3 separate regions of the Rattus norvegicus genome follow, and all the other regions are linked to region 3. Evidence: chromatin contacts called from public Hi-C data. All regions are on one chromosome and are shown on one strand. The core of a region is the stretch at or near the end of the contact, and the rest is flanking DNA. Distances in the headings are between cores, read along the strand shown.

The links. A called contact is a pair of places that touch in the nucleus more often than the background predicts.
Region 1: a Hi-C map of liver shows a contact between it and region 3, with 4 times the contacts expected there. The contact joins the promoter of Ddx3x here to the enhancer-like site in region 3. A contact is called at or near these places in 9 of 12 Hi-C or Micro-C datasets (the A7r5 cell line, the Rat2 cell line, frontal cortex and 5 more) and 1 of 1 datasets of contacts at active chromatin or transcription factors (oligodendrocytes).
Region 2: a contact with region 3 is called in a Hi-C map of Schwann cells, with 6 times the contacts expected there. The contact joins two enhancer-like sites. A contact is called at or near these places in 6 of 12 Hi-C or Micro-C datasets (Schwann cells, hepatocytes, kidney and 1 more) and 1 of 1 datasets of contacts at active chromatin or transcription factors (oligodendrocytes).

Annotation. Positions count from the first base shown.
Region 1 is chrX:12,164,543-12,168,587 of GRCr8, forward strand. Ddx3x (DEAD-box helicase 3, X-linked) reads right to left here and starts at 1,441. Exons shown (of 17, transcript NM_001398752.1): 1 at 1,305-1,441. The coding sequence starts at 1,349.
Region 2 is chrX:12,207,280-12,211,334 of GRCr8, forward strand. LOC102547042 (a long non-coding RNA gene) reads left to right here. Exons shown (of 6, transcript XR_010061381.1): 5 at 2,337-2,416; 6 at 2,622-3,198. Among named protein-coding and RNA genes, the nearest start is that of Ddx3x, 43 kb to the left of the region's middle. Within about 2 kb of position 1,587, at least 33 of the 93 cell types and tissues checked have an H3K27ac peak or open chromatin away from gene starts, as enhancers often do. A contact at or near this core is called in Schwann cells, where this site is marked.
Region 3 is chrX:11,980,583-11,984,859 of GRCr8, forward strand. No RefSeq gene overlaps it. Among named protein-coding and RNA genes, the nearest start is that of Nyx, 8.0 kb to the left of the region's middle. Within about 2 kb of position 2,714, at least 66 of the 93 cell types and tissues checked have an H3K27ac peak or open chromatin away from gene starts, as enhancers often do. A contact at or near this core is called in the A7r5 cell line, Schwann cells and liver, where this site is marked.

The sequences.
Region 1 (4,045 bases), core at 191-2,690, 180 kb after region 3:
TTTCTAAGCTTTCGGAGTCAATCCATTTATGAAAGGCTCTTGGAAATTTAACTTCCAATATAATTCAACAATATCGTATCATTTGGTATAAATTAAGATCATTTAGATGAAAATGTAGCAGTGCCCTTTTAAGTTACAATGTTACAACATGGAATACTGTTGCGGGTCATTGAGGGGGAGGCCTGGCAGAAGACAACAGATCCTCATCTCCTCCTCACCTTGTAAACCTAGAAATGGAGTCTCGATTAAGGAATCAAAAACCAGGCCTGATCAATCTCCCAATTTTACTTCAACGGCAGCAACAAGTTATCTGTTGCCATATTCTGGGCATTTTGCCTCTAGACGATGCCAGAGTGGGGCGTCCCTCACAAGGCGCGTGGTCCTTCCTGGCGCCCAGGTAAAGGGCGGGTGTGCCGGGCTCGGGACCTCGGGCTGTTTCCTGGAGCCTCCTGGAGCCTAAGGCTGAGCAAGGGCCGCGCCGGGTGGCTCGCGTCACAGCCAAGCCCGGCGCTAGTGCGCACGCAGCAGCCCCGGCCTCCCTCCCCCCCCTCCCCCCGCCCGATCCGCCCTGAAATTTCTGCGTCACAAAACTTTCCACTCGGGAACCTCGGCCTCCCCTGCCGCAACACACCGGGCCCGCGGTGCCGAAGAAACCCGGCTGGCTTGCATAGGAGCCCGCTGGCCGGCAGGCCCGGGGGGATGGGGTGGGGGGGCGACCGCGCGGCACAGCTAGCCTGCGCCACACAAAGGAGGCCGCCGCCATTAGCCCGCGCTGAGGCCAGCCCCCATCCCGTGGCGCCCCCTCCCACATTCCAGCGCCGCGCGGCCACTCGGCTAGCCCGCGCGCCGCCGCTCACTCCCGGATTTAAAAAGCACAGCCACTGGAGCCATGGAGGCCCCAAGCCCCTGAAATCCGAGGCTAAAACCATCCATCCCGGCCCGCGCGCCGCCACGCGGGGCAATCTATCTACAACGCCCCCCCACCGCCGGTCACTAATCAACTAGGGTGCGCGCGCGTGCGCCCGAATGCGCGCGCCCCCTCCCCCTCGGCTCGCCTGCGCACAGACACAAAAGCCGCCATTGTGCTCGGGCCAGGGACAATACCGCGAACCGAGCCGAGCTGGAGGACCAACAGGCTCTAGCACTCCCCCTAAGCATCCTGTCCCTCCAGAACCCCTAGATACTGGCACCCGCCGGCCCGAGCCAACCGGGGAACCGGGAAGGAAAAAGCAGAACTTAAAGAGCTGCGCCACAAGGCAGGTTAGGCTAGGGGAGAAATTGATGCAGCGACCACTGCAGCTCACCTGCTGGTCCAGCCCGAGCGCATTTTCCACTGCCACATGACTCATCCCTGAAGAGTACCGAAAATTCGGAGTCTTCCGCTGCTGAGCAAGTGCTGGCTTTACCGCAAAGACCCTCTCACGGGAGAACTGCGGCTTTGAAGCGCACCGCGCGGCCACCGATCTTATATACCAACTCGGAGGACTGCTACGTCAGCACGTAAGACGTGTGCCCTCCTCTCCCAGGCGGCAGTCCCCTGCCGTTAGGATTTCTGCCTGCTTACGGTGCGTTGCTCGTCCTAGTCCCGTGAGATTTCCTAGTCAGTCCAGTTACCCACGTCGTTGTCTGCACATAGACAACTCCGCGTTATATGTGGTTCTGGTTCTCTTGGGTTTGTTTGTCCCCTGTTCTCCGCCAGTACCCGAGTCTTAGTGTTTTCTCGAGATCTCGCGAGAAGCATTTCCGTCTGTCCTCTAGCAATAAGGTCCTAGGATTTAAATTGGGCTTATTTGCTGCTGCTTCCCCTGTGCACCCAGTTTTCATCTTTCTAGCACTATTCCTTTTCTCTCCTTCCCCGGGCATGTAGTTGGCTTTGTCTGGCCTGATGAGCCCTGGCTTTCCGTGGAGGGCAGCGGGATCACGTGACCGTGGGTGTCCAGCAAGGTGGCCATTTTGTGAAAAGGGAAACTCGCTTGACTAGTGCTGGGAATGGGAGGGAGGGACGAGAAAACTGCGCGGGGGGGGTCGAGGGGGAGAAAGGGGGAAGGGAGCTAGAACGGGGAAGGAGAAAAGTGGAAGGCTGGATGGTGGCCTGTGTCCACTTGAGCAGGGACTGTAGGGGATGTGCTGGTCGCTGGAGACTTCAGATCGCCGTTGCCTAGGTAGCGGACACGACACCCCCACACCCCCACTATGAAGGAATAATAAGACTATCTCCCGCGGATCTAGAGCCGGCAATCTAGGACCCTCCGGGGACCCTGGGCCTCCGCTGGTGTGTGAGTCATTGCAGGCCCCTGTGTCCTTCCGCGCAGTGTTTCTGACACCAGGCCGGTGGCTGCTGGCACAGCAAGGGACCCCGAATGTTTCTAGCAACTCTCCTAGGACCCCCGGGAGGCGAAGATGTGTGACTGGACACAACCTGTATCTCTGCTAGGACAGGGTTACCTGGCCGAGGTGACATGCCTCAAGCCTCTACACTAGACAGGGAATATGAAGGGAAAAGGATCTGTCATTAAAGGGGCCCATTCTGGTGGTCCCTGCTTCTAGGCGGACCACCCCAAGTGTCAGCTTCAAAAACACATACCCTTAAATAACAAAACCCAAAAGAATATATTGAGTCCTCGGCTTTTAGGCATTGGCAACACACACGTTACCTAAAAGGTACTACTCCTTTTTGACCCTCAGTTTCACAAATAAAACGCCGGACTCTCCACCCCACCGGCCACTCCAAGGGGCCTTCTGCTGCCAGAATTCAAACAATTAGCTCTCATCACGTACTTTACAATACAGCTCTTCCACTTTTCCAGTTTGTAAAATTGAAACCCAACTTTTAAAGAGATACGGAAATAATAAAACAGTCCCCGGGCAAGCTGCTTTTCGGCTTTTGTTCTCAACTTTTCTCATCTATAAAAGCGACCATTAACCTACAAAACCCTGTTGTTGCTTTTAATAGTCATTTGTGGAACAATTGGTTGTTGCTTTTCTTCTCGTTGAGGCTACATTGGCCATATTTTACTTAAAACAAATAAATATATTGTTTTGTTTCTTAATAAACCAAAAGTTTATTGGGTTTACTTAGAGGAACTGTTAACTTTTTTAACAGCCTTTTAAAACATACTAAAGTAACAAGTCAGAGATAACGCAGCCGTTTGTTACAGTTTCAAGAATCAGGAAGCTATAATAAGTATTTTTAACACTCTGTGCAACCATACTAAAATAACAAATCATAGATAATACAACTAATTTTTTTTCAGTTTCAAAAGCATGGCTAACTGTAATACCCAAACCAATGCATGTAATAAAACAATGTAATTAAAGCTGGGTGTGGTAGGTCACCCCTTTAATTCCAGCACTGGGAGACAGGCTAGTGGATCTCTGAGTTTGAGGCCGGCATGGTCTAAAATGGGAGGTCCAGTACAGTCAGAGCTGAGGAACAGACAGAGACACAGAGGCAGACAGAGGGAGAATGCAAGCTGAGCACCAGCCTTCAGAAAAACCCTGTTTTGGGGGAAAACCAAATCAAACGAAAAAGCAGTGTAATTAAAAGTTACATACTGGGCTGGAGAGATGGCTCAGCGGTTAAGAGCACTGACTGCTCTTCCAATGGTCCTGAGTTCAAATCCTAGCAACCACGTAGTGGCTCACAACCATATGTAATAGGATCTGATGCCTGCTTCTGGTGTGTCTGAAGACAGCTATAGTGTACCCATATACATTAAATAAATAATAAATAATTAAAAAAGAAAGGAATACACTTATTTTTTAGAGCTGGCTCAAGGGTTAAAGGCAGGTCTTCCATTCCTACCACATAGGTCAGGCCGGTCACAGCCCTTGCAGTTCCAGCTCCAGTATACCTCATGCCTTCTGGCCTCCTGGGCACCCACACCCTCATGCATATACCCCCACATGAACAGGCTTGCACAGGGTTTACTTTAAGTTACATATTAAAATATTTAAATTTGGGAGAGTGCTGGAGAGATGGCTCAGAGGTTAAAAGAACTGGATGCTCTTGCAGAGAACCTAAGTTTGATTCCCAACACCCACG
Region 2 (4,055 bases), core at 337-2,836, 230 kb after region 3:
AGTATTTAAAGACTGGAAATGTTTTTCAGTTGGTAGGGCATGTGGTCCACACCTGTAAAGCTAACACTTGGAAGCTGGGGGCAGGACAATCAGCAGTTCAAGATTAGCCTCCAGCTACATAATGACTTTGAGACTAGCATGGGTTACAAAAGACCCTATTCAAAAGGAAAAAAAAGCTAGACAGTTAGGCAGGTAAGGTAATACTAGCTACTCAGGACTCTGAGAAAGAAGAATGGGTGAATTGGAAATTCAAGAAATGTCTGGGTTATACGACAAGTTAAAAGCCAACCTATGTAACTTAGAAAGACAGAAAAGAATGGGGACAGGGGTGTGTGGTTCAGTGGTTGAGCACTTCCCTAGCATGCATATAAGAAACTGGGTTTGATCCCCCATACCACATACACAAAGACTAAAATGGAAATTTTCACATTTTAATAGTTTAAACAGTTGATAAAAGTTAAAAAAAATTAATATGTGTATTTTACCACAATAAGACACAACATTTAGGGTCATGACTAGAGTGGAGTGGCTAGTTCCTTGCTTAGCATGTGTGAGGCTAAGTTCAATTCCAACACAGGTACACAAACAAAGGGAAGTTTTAAACACTAGTTGTGGGCTGGAGAGAAGGCTCAGCGGTTAAGAGCACTGGCTGCTCTCCCAGAGGTCCTGAGTTCAATTCTCAGCAACCACATGGTGGCTCACAACCATCTGTAATGGGATCTGATGCCCTCTTCTGGTGTGTCTGAAGACAGCTACAGTGTACTTACATACATAAAATAAATAAATTTAAAAAAGACTTCCTTTAAACACTTGTTGTTTTTATTGAGAATATATTTACATATCCTGACAAATACATACTAGAGTGGGCTATGGTCATTTCCAGGTGGTAGAGGCAGAGAGAATAGTCTGTATTGGACATTTCCACCTTCGCAGACTGTATGATAATGAGCATGTAATCTTGTAATCATAAAATGATTAGAGATGGAAAAAAATCAGGCAGAGGGGGTACCAGGCAATGGATTAGCATGAGAAGTCATTGGGCTCTCCCTGTTCTGCAGGGTTTTCCTTCCTTATAGGAGAGATTTGCTTTCCCATTTGTCCTCTTGAGGACAGCCAGGGGTGAATGGGGAGCAGAGGGAAGGGTAGGGTTCTGGGGATGCTGAGTCCGAGGAGCCAATAGCAATTTTCTTTATTCGACCAAAGAGAACTTGGGGCTAGCAGACACTGGAGCAGGAATACCCAGTCTCCACTCTTCCTAACCCCCAACACCACCGCTACAGGCTGAAGGAGACTTGAAGCGGCTGAGGGCATTACAGCTAAGACTCACACAAACAGGGGCCCTGAGACACAGGCACCTGACTGGAAGGTGGCACCGTGGCCTCTCCACCCTATTATTGAGGACCCATCTAGACAGTCGATGTGTCTGCTGGGAAAAGCCAGCATGATGCAGGGGCTGAGAGGGAACTGGCATCGGAAATGTTTGTTCCTCTGCTTTGCTCCCAGGTTGCTAGGGTAAGATCCACAAACAATGCCTGGCTTCTGTACTTCATTACTGATTAATGAGAGCCAGCTTTATGCTTGACAATGGTTGGACAGGACCCAGGCAGCTTCCCTGTTTCTCCTAACAGAGGCCTCAAAGCTCTGCTGTACCCACACACAAAGTGCTTAATTGGGGCCTTTTCCTCTCCTGTGGCCTGGTGAATTGGCCTGGCCTTGTCACTCAGCTATCTCAAGTCATGAGTGTGTCCACCAAGTGTAGGTCCTTCCTGAAGCTGACATCTAAGTGGCAGTGTGCTTGTTGAGATCAGACTTCTGAGTCTGTCTCACTTTCTCCATTTCTTAGGCCTTTCTGTTGTTTGGTTTGGTTTCACTTTTCTGGTTTTGTTGTTTCATGTTTTGTTTTGTTTTATTTGTTCTATTTTGTTTTGGTTGCTTGGTTTTGTATGCTGTTGTTATTGTTTGTTTGTTTGTTTGTTTATTGAGACAGTTTCTCTGTGTAGTAGGCCTAGCTGGCTGTCCTGGACTTGCTTTGTAGGTCCCCCTGCCTCTGCTTCCCCCTCCCAAGTGCTAGGACTAAAGGCACCTGGCCTTTGACATTTGTTTGTGGGCTTTTTGTTGGTTTAGTTTATTGAAACAGGGTTTTATATGATGGTTCTGCTTCTACCTCTTGAATTCTAGGATTAAAAGTGTGCACTATTTCACCCAGTTTATGAGATACTAGGTCCCCAGGGTCTCTTTGTATCCTCCTCAACACCCTACTAACCCTAATGCACTCTGAGCCCCCTTAGGTCTTCCTAGATTTCCCTGATCTCTCATGTGTTCTCTCTCTCCCGCAGATGAGTCATCTTCAAAGACTGTGATCCATATTGGCTGTTCCTGAAAAACTCTTTGGCTGAGTGCTTTCCACATAGCTCAGGTTGGTCTCAAAGTCATGGCTATCCTCCTGCCTCAGATCCTCCAGTGACTGGATTACAGGCATGTGCCACATGGCACAACTTGGCCTGTTGTTTTGTTTTGTTTTGTTTTTGGTACTGGGGATTGAACCCAGACCTTTTTTGCACATGCTAGCCAAGCAATCTATTCTTTTCTTTTTTATGGATGTGTGTGGTTACCTACGTAAGGATGTGTGTGCAGGAGCGACAGAGGTCAGAAGAGAGCACCACATCCCCTGGAACTGGAGTTACAGGCAGATGCAAGCTGCCATCTTGGTGCTGGAAATAAATATGCAACTTCTATAAGAGCAGTACGTACTCTTAATGGCTGAGCTCTCTTGAGTCCCCTGCTTGGATTTTTTAAAAACTAATTTTATTAGAGAATACATTACTTCCTTTCAGACCTATGAGGATATGCCTTTTGCAAAGCATTTCCTTTATCCCTCTCCAGAAGAGAAAAGGAAACAGAAGTGGGGGCTGATACAGAACTCCAACTCCTATTAATGGATGCAAAGTACCCAGGATGTCATAAAATGAGCCCAGTCTTCGGCCATAAACAAAAGGCAGTCTTGTGTGTTGGCTGCTGCATTGCCCTGTCAGCCTACAGAAGGAAAAGGAAGGCTGGCCGTTCCGCAGGACACAGCACTAAAAGCACCCTGGTTCAAGATGAGTGGGAAGCCATCCCAGTAAACACATCATGAATTTAAAACAAAACAGCATTACTTCAAATGAGATAATTTTTAAATATATATTTTGATGAATTTGAGAGGTTTGTGGAGGTGGTGATTTGGTTTTAATTTTGATATGGAGCCTGAGTGTCAGAACATCAACCTAAAAACAAGGGCAAGGTCCTTTACACTGAACCTAAAAACAAGGGCAGGTTCCTTTCTATAGGCCGCAATACACTCCAACTAAAGGATCATGAAAGATCAAATGACTTCTGTGTGTGTGTGTGTGTGTGTGTGTGTGTGTGTGTGTGTGTGTGTGTGTGTGTAGGTGTGGTGTTAGGAATAGAACTCTGGACTCACGCATGTTAGACAAGTGTTCTACATGATCACCCTCCTCTCCGCCTTCCTCACTACCAGTACTGCAGCTTTGTGTTGAAAGAAATGGGTTTTACCAGCCTCCAACAGTTGGACATGACCACTGACATGTCAGTGAAAGTTGCTGGATGGTCCTTCTTGGACAGGCTTTCTACCATGTGTCGTGTACATTAATATGGTGAATTGATGAGGTGGCAGGAATGAAAACGCCCTCCACAGGTTCATATGTTTCAATGCTTGCTCTGCCCTTTGGGAAAAATTAGGAGGTATGGCCTTGTTGGAAGAGGTGTGTCACTGGGGCAGACTGACTTTGTGGTCCAAAAGACTTGAGTGGTCCTTAGTGTGGTTTCTGCCTCTGGTTTCTGTTTAAAGATGTGACTCGCCTGGTGTTCCTACTCTGACATCACGAACTTCTGCATCAGGAAACCCCTGAAATCAGAAATCCCAAATAAATGATTTCTCCTTTTTTAAAAGATTTATTTATTATATATAAGTACACTGTAGCTGTCTTCAGACACACCAGAAGAGGGCATCAGATCTCATGACAGATGGTTGTGAGCCACCATGTGATTGCTGGGAT
Region 3 (4,277 bases), core at 1,464-3,963:
GCAAGAAGAAGTCTCAGCCATAGTTCAGGTCTTTATTTCTGGATGCCTGGTCTGTAGCATAAAATGTTCTCTGCCTCTTGTTCCCACAGAAGTGGATTCTGAGACAAGGACACAGATGGAATTATTTTGTTTGGGAGGTGATTGACAGAAGCTCCACAGGGGACAGGGTAGAGGGTAGGGATGGATAAAGCACTGTTATCAGGCCCCCGGGGCTGATGCCACTTATCCTGCCCACCACCCACCTGAGTTCTCTCTGATGTCTGCCCCCAGGGGCGATGAGGGACTATGTATTTGCTAGCCATCTTGAGCTATGTGTCAACATATTGTAGACACCCTAAAAACAGCTGCTGTTAGGCAGGAACTTGAGAGCCTGTAAACATTTACTGATCTGGCCTTAAACTTATCAGGTCCTACTGATGAAAGAAAAAAAAGTCCACCAGGCCTTTATTTTAGATGGTCAGGCCATTATCTCAATTCAAGAAGGTGAGGAAAAAGGCAGCCATCTTGAGAAGAGGAAGCTGGCCATCTTAGAAGTTTGTTGTCTTATTTTCTAGTCATGGCCCTTATCCTTCTCTGTCTGACTTCCAAGGAATGTGTCTAACTCTCTCTCTCTCTCTCTCTCTCTCTCTCTCTCTCTCACACACACACACACACACACACACACACGCAGAGGGAGGATAGGACATATTTCATTCGATGGTTTGTTAGATTTATAACTTTCAAATATTTAAAACATTCAAACATTTAGACACATGGTATATGACTCTCCCTGTGTACTCTTAACCCCAGATCCCACAAATATCAGAGGCTAGCCTGTTTGCTATATAGGTGGAGGTGTCCAAATGTTAGCCTGAAGTGAAGCCTGTGTGGAGGAACTAGAGTAAAAGAACTGGGGTAAAGATTGACCCTTATCCTGCCCTTTTCTCTCACTTTCTGGTCTCAGACAGACAGACACCCTGAGGTTCTGTGCCTCATAGTCTAACTCAGACCCTAGATTCCTCATGTAAGGATACTAAGGCCCAGAAAGGGCAAGAGACCTGCTGCTCAAGATGGCAAGTGTTGACAGAAAGTGACTCTGCCTTAAAGGAAGTAAGAAAAGAGTTTATTCTGAGTCATATAACCTGGGAGCCTTGAATATTATGTTCCATAGTGGAAGAGATGACATGAACTGTAGAGTTACAGAAGAATGTAAAGTTGTAAATCAATAAACTTTCATTCGATTACATTGGTAGGAGCATCCTGTAGACTGGCAACGGCCAGGCCACAAAGCAGCTATGTGTTATCTCCCAGAGTTCTTTGTTTTAGGGAATGTGGAGGCCAAAGGTCTGCTAAGTTCTGTGATACAGTGGTGACGCTTCTCTGATAATTACAAGAACATTGGGCTAGGGACCTGTAAAATGGCTCAGCTATTAAGGGTGCTTGCTGCCAAGCCTGACAACCTGAGCTGGATCCTCCCCCAGACCCACACGGTGGAGGGAGAGAATAGACTCCCGTAAGTTGGTCTTTGATTTCCTCTCATGTGGTGTGGCATGCACACCCACAGACACAAATACACACACTTTTTTTTAATTTGTAAAGAATTTAGGTCAGGGCTTCGAAGATAGCTTAGTCAGTAAATCTGAGTTGGATCCTCAGAAACCACATTTTAAAAAAACAACAACGTGGTAACAGAAACAGACAGATCTCTGGAGCCCACTAGCCAGCCAGCCCAGCATACTTAGTAAGCTTCAGACAAATCTCAAAATAAATCAAGTAGACGTCTCCTGAGGGCACCCAAGGTTGTTGTCTTCTGGATTTCACATGCACACACACACACACACACACACACACGCACACACACACCCCACACACAGACCACACAAACCACACACACACACACACACACACACACCACACACCAAACACATCACACACACACACCTAACACACACACCACACACGCACATACCACACACACACACACACAACACACACACGCAACACGCAACACGCACACGCACACATGTTAGATCAGATATAAAAGTTAAAGTCAATGGTTATTAAAGTTTCTAAAATAAGGCAATTTTGACTCCCCTCTTTTCACAAAATTCCACCACCAAATTGTTCTAGTCAGACAAAACTTCAGAAAATGTCAGTTCACAGTGCTGAAGGCGGAGCAAAGACTTGGACGCTTAGGTCGTGCTTGGTTTTTGGTTTTGCTTTTGTTGTTTTTTGTTTTCTCCTGAGACTCCAGTAAGAAGACAAAGAGTCGCCCTCACTGCCTATGTGAGATCAGGATGAGGCAAACCATCCATTCTAGTCTTTGTGACGCACCCCCTAAACTACCTTAGCGAAACCATCCTTCTGTTGAAAACCCCTAGCTCCTTCTGGGGCTAGGCAAATCGACCTGCATCAACAGCCTTAGCTCTGGACTGAAGGAGGGGAAGCGACATACTCTGCTGACTCTCAGAATGACGTCATCCCCAGGGCAGGCCCAGACGACGTAGCGATACAGGCTCTTACAGGCTTTCGGGCCCTGGGCACAAAGCCGCCTTGGCGGTTCTAGAGAGGCAGCTAGAATCCCTATTATGAACGTTTAAGTCCCTATTCCTTCTCAGTTCTCTGGACTTCGAAAACTAGTTCAGCTCGCTAGCCCGGGTTAACAACCACTCGTGACGCACCAGGGGACTTTTTCCACCTCAAGGTCACGTCCTTGCGAAACCTGGGCAGACTCTGCCCGTAACTGATGCTGCAGCCCCGCCCGCTCCCAGCGTCTGAAGGGGCAGGGCATCAGAGCATTGGGCCCCGCCTTCCCAGGCTTGTCCATCAGAGGGCGCTGAAGCTCCGGCGCTGGACCAGTGCCACCGCAGCCCGCCTTATCGCCCCCCGCCCGGAGGCAGGCTCCAGCATGGCGGCGCGGGGGCGGCTGCCTGCTCCGGAAAGGCCCGGGGCACGCCTGAGCCGGAAACCTTAGTCACGCACCTGAAGCCGCTGGAAGGCTGACTGCCCTGGCCAAAGCCCAGCCTGCATAAGGTCCCTCTGGAGAGGGTCATTCAGTGACCTACTCATCTGACGGGCCCTGGAGTCAGGAGGGTGGCTTATAAGCAAGCCATTTTGACACAGCACATGATTCATTCCTTCAGCCATCCTTCTCAACAGACTCGCTGCCCCTCTACTCCAAAATGCACTTTCTAGGAGCTGCTTGTGAAATCGCTCTGTGTGGCCTCCAAAATAGAGCTGTAGGTCCATCAGTCTTGCCCAAGGAAAAGACCCAAAACTCCATGCATCAGGGCACTGCCAAGTATCAAATCAATATCGCAGTCTCAAATAGGCCTCTGAAAAAAAGTGATTGATGGCGCTGACACATGCTAAGAGGTGAAAGAGGTCCTGGGCCAAGTTTCCTAAGCCACCAGCAGCATGGCCAGACAACAGATAAAAGCAGTAGTTATGGACCTAAGGAGCCAGATGCTTTAGAATAAAATGTTGGCGGAAAGAAGCATTGTTTAAACCTGTGACCAGAAGGGCTAGGATAAGAGGAATAAGGGCTAGGATAAGGACAGAGTCCCAGGACTGAAGGGTTAGTTCAGTCCATAGCAGACTTGCTGCTTTTTGACTAGTCTGTTCTGGAAGCTGAAAGGGAGGTGACCTTCATGGAGCCTTCGGTACACGGGAAAATAATGCAGTGCAGCGGTTTTGTCTTTTTCTTTGTTGATTTAGCTGGAAGCTGTCAGTTAAAATAATCTCGTCTGATCTCTCCCTCCATCCCCTGGCCTGGAACTTAATTTAGAGCATTTCAAAGCTCTCTTATCACAGGTATTCAGGGCAGGCAAGAGATCCTGGAACATCTGATTTCAGAAGACAAGCCATCAAAGATACTTGAGTCTGTGGAATGTTGAGCCGCCATGTAATGGAGTCTCTGCTGATGCCCTGTCAGAAGAACAAATGCTTGTGGGCCTCCCTGCTGCTCTCAGATCATCACCTTTGCCACTTAGAAAATTAGTGTTTGACAGAGATATCAGAGTCTAGAGCTGGAAGCTGACCCGAAAAGAAAAGATACAAAGGTTTCTACTTCCCATTTGTCAAAGGAATGGATCTAGGAACAAAGAAGTCTGTCAGGCCTGAGATGGAATGGGATCTTCCACCCCACAAAACCCCGAGACACTTTTCTATTTGAAAAAAAAAATGGAAGGGCTTTAAAACATTATTTAAAAAAAAACAAAAAACCCCAAGCAAACAAACAAACAAACAAAAAACCCTTATTTTCCTCACCCAGGACTTGAATTTAAAACTTTGTTAGG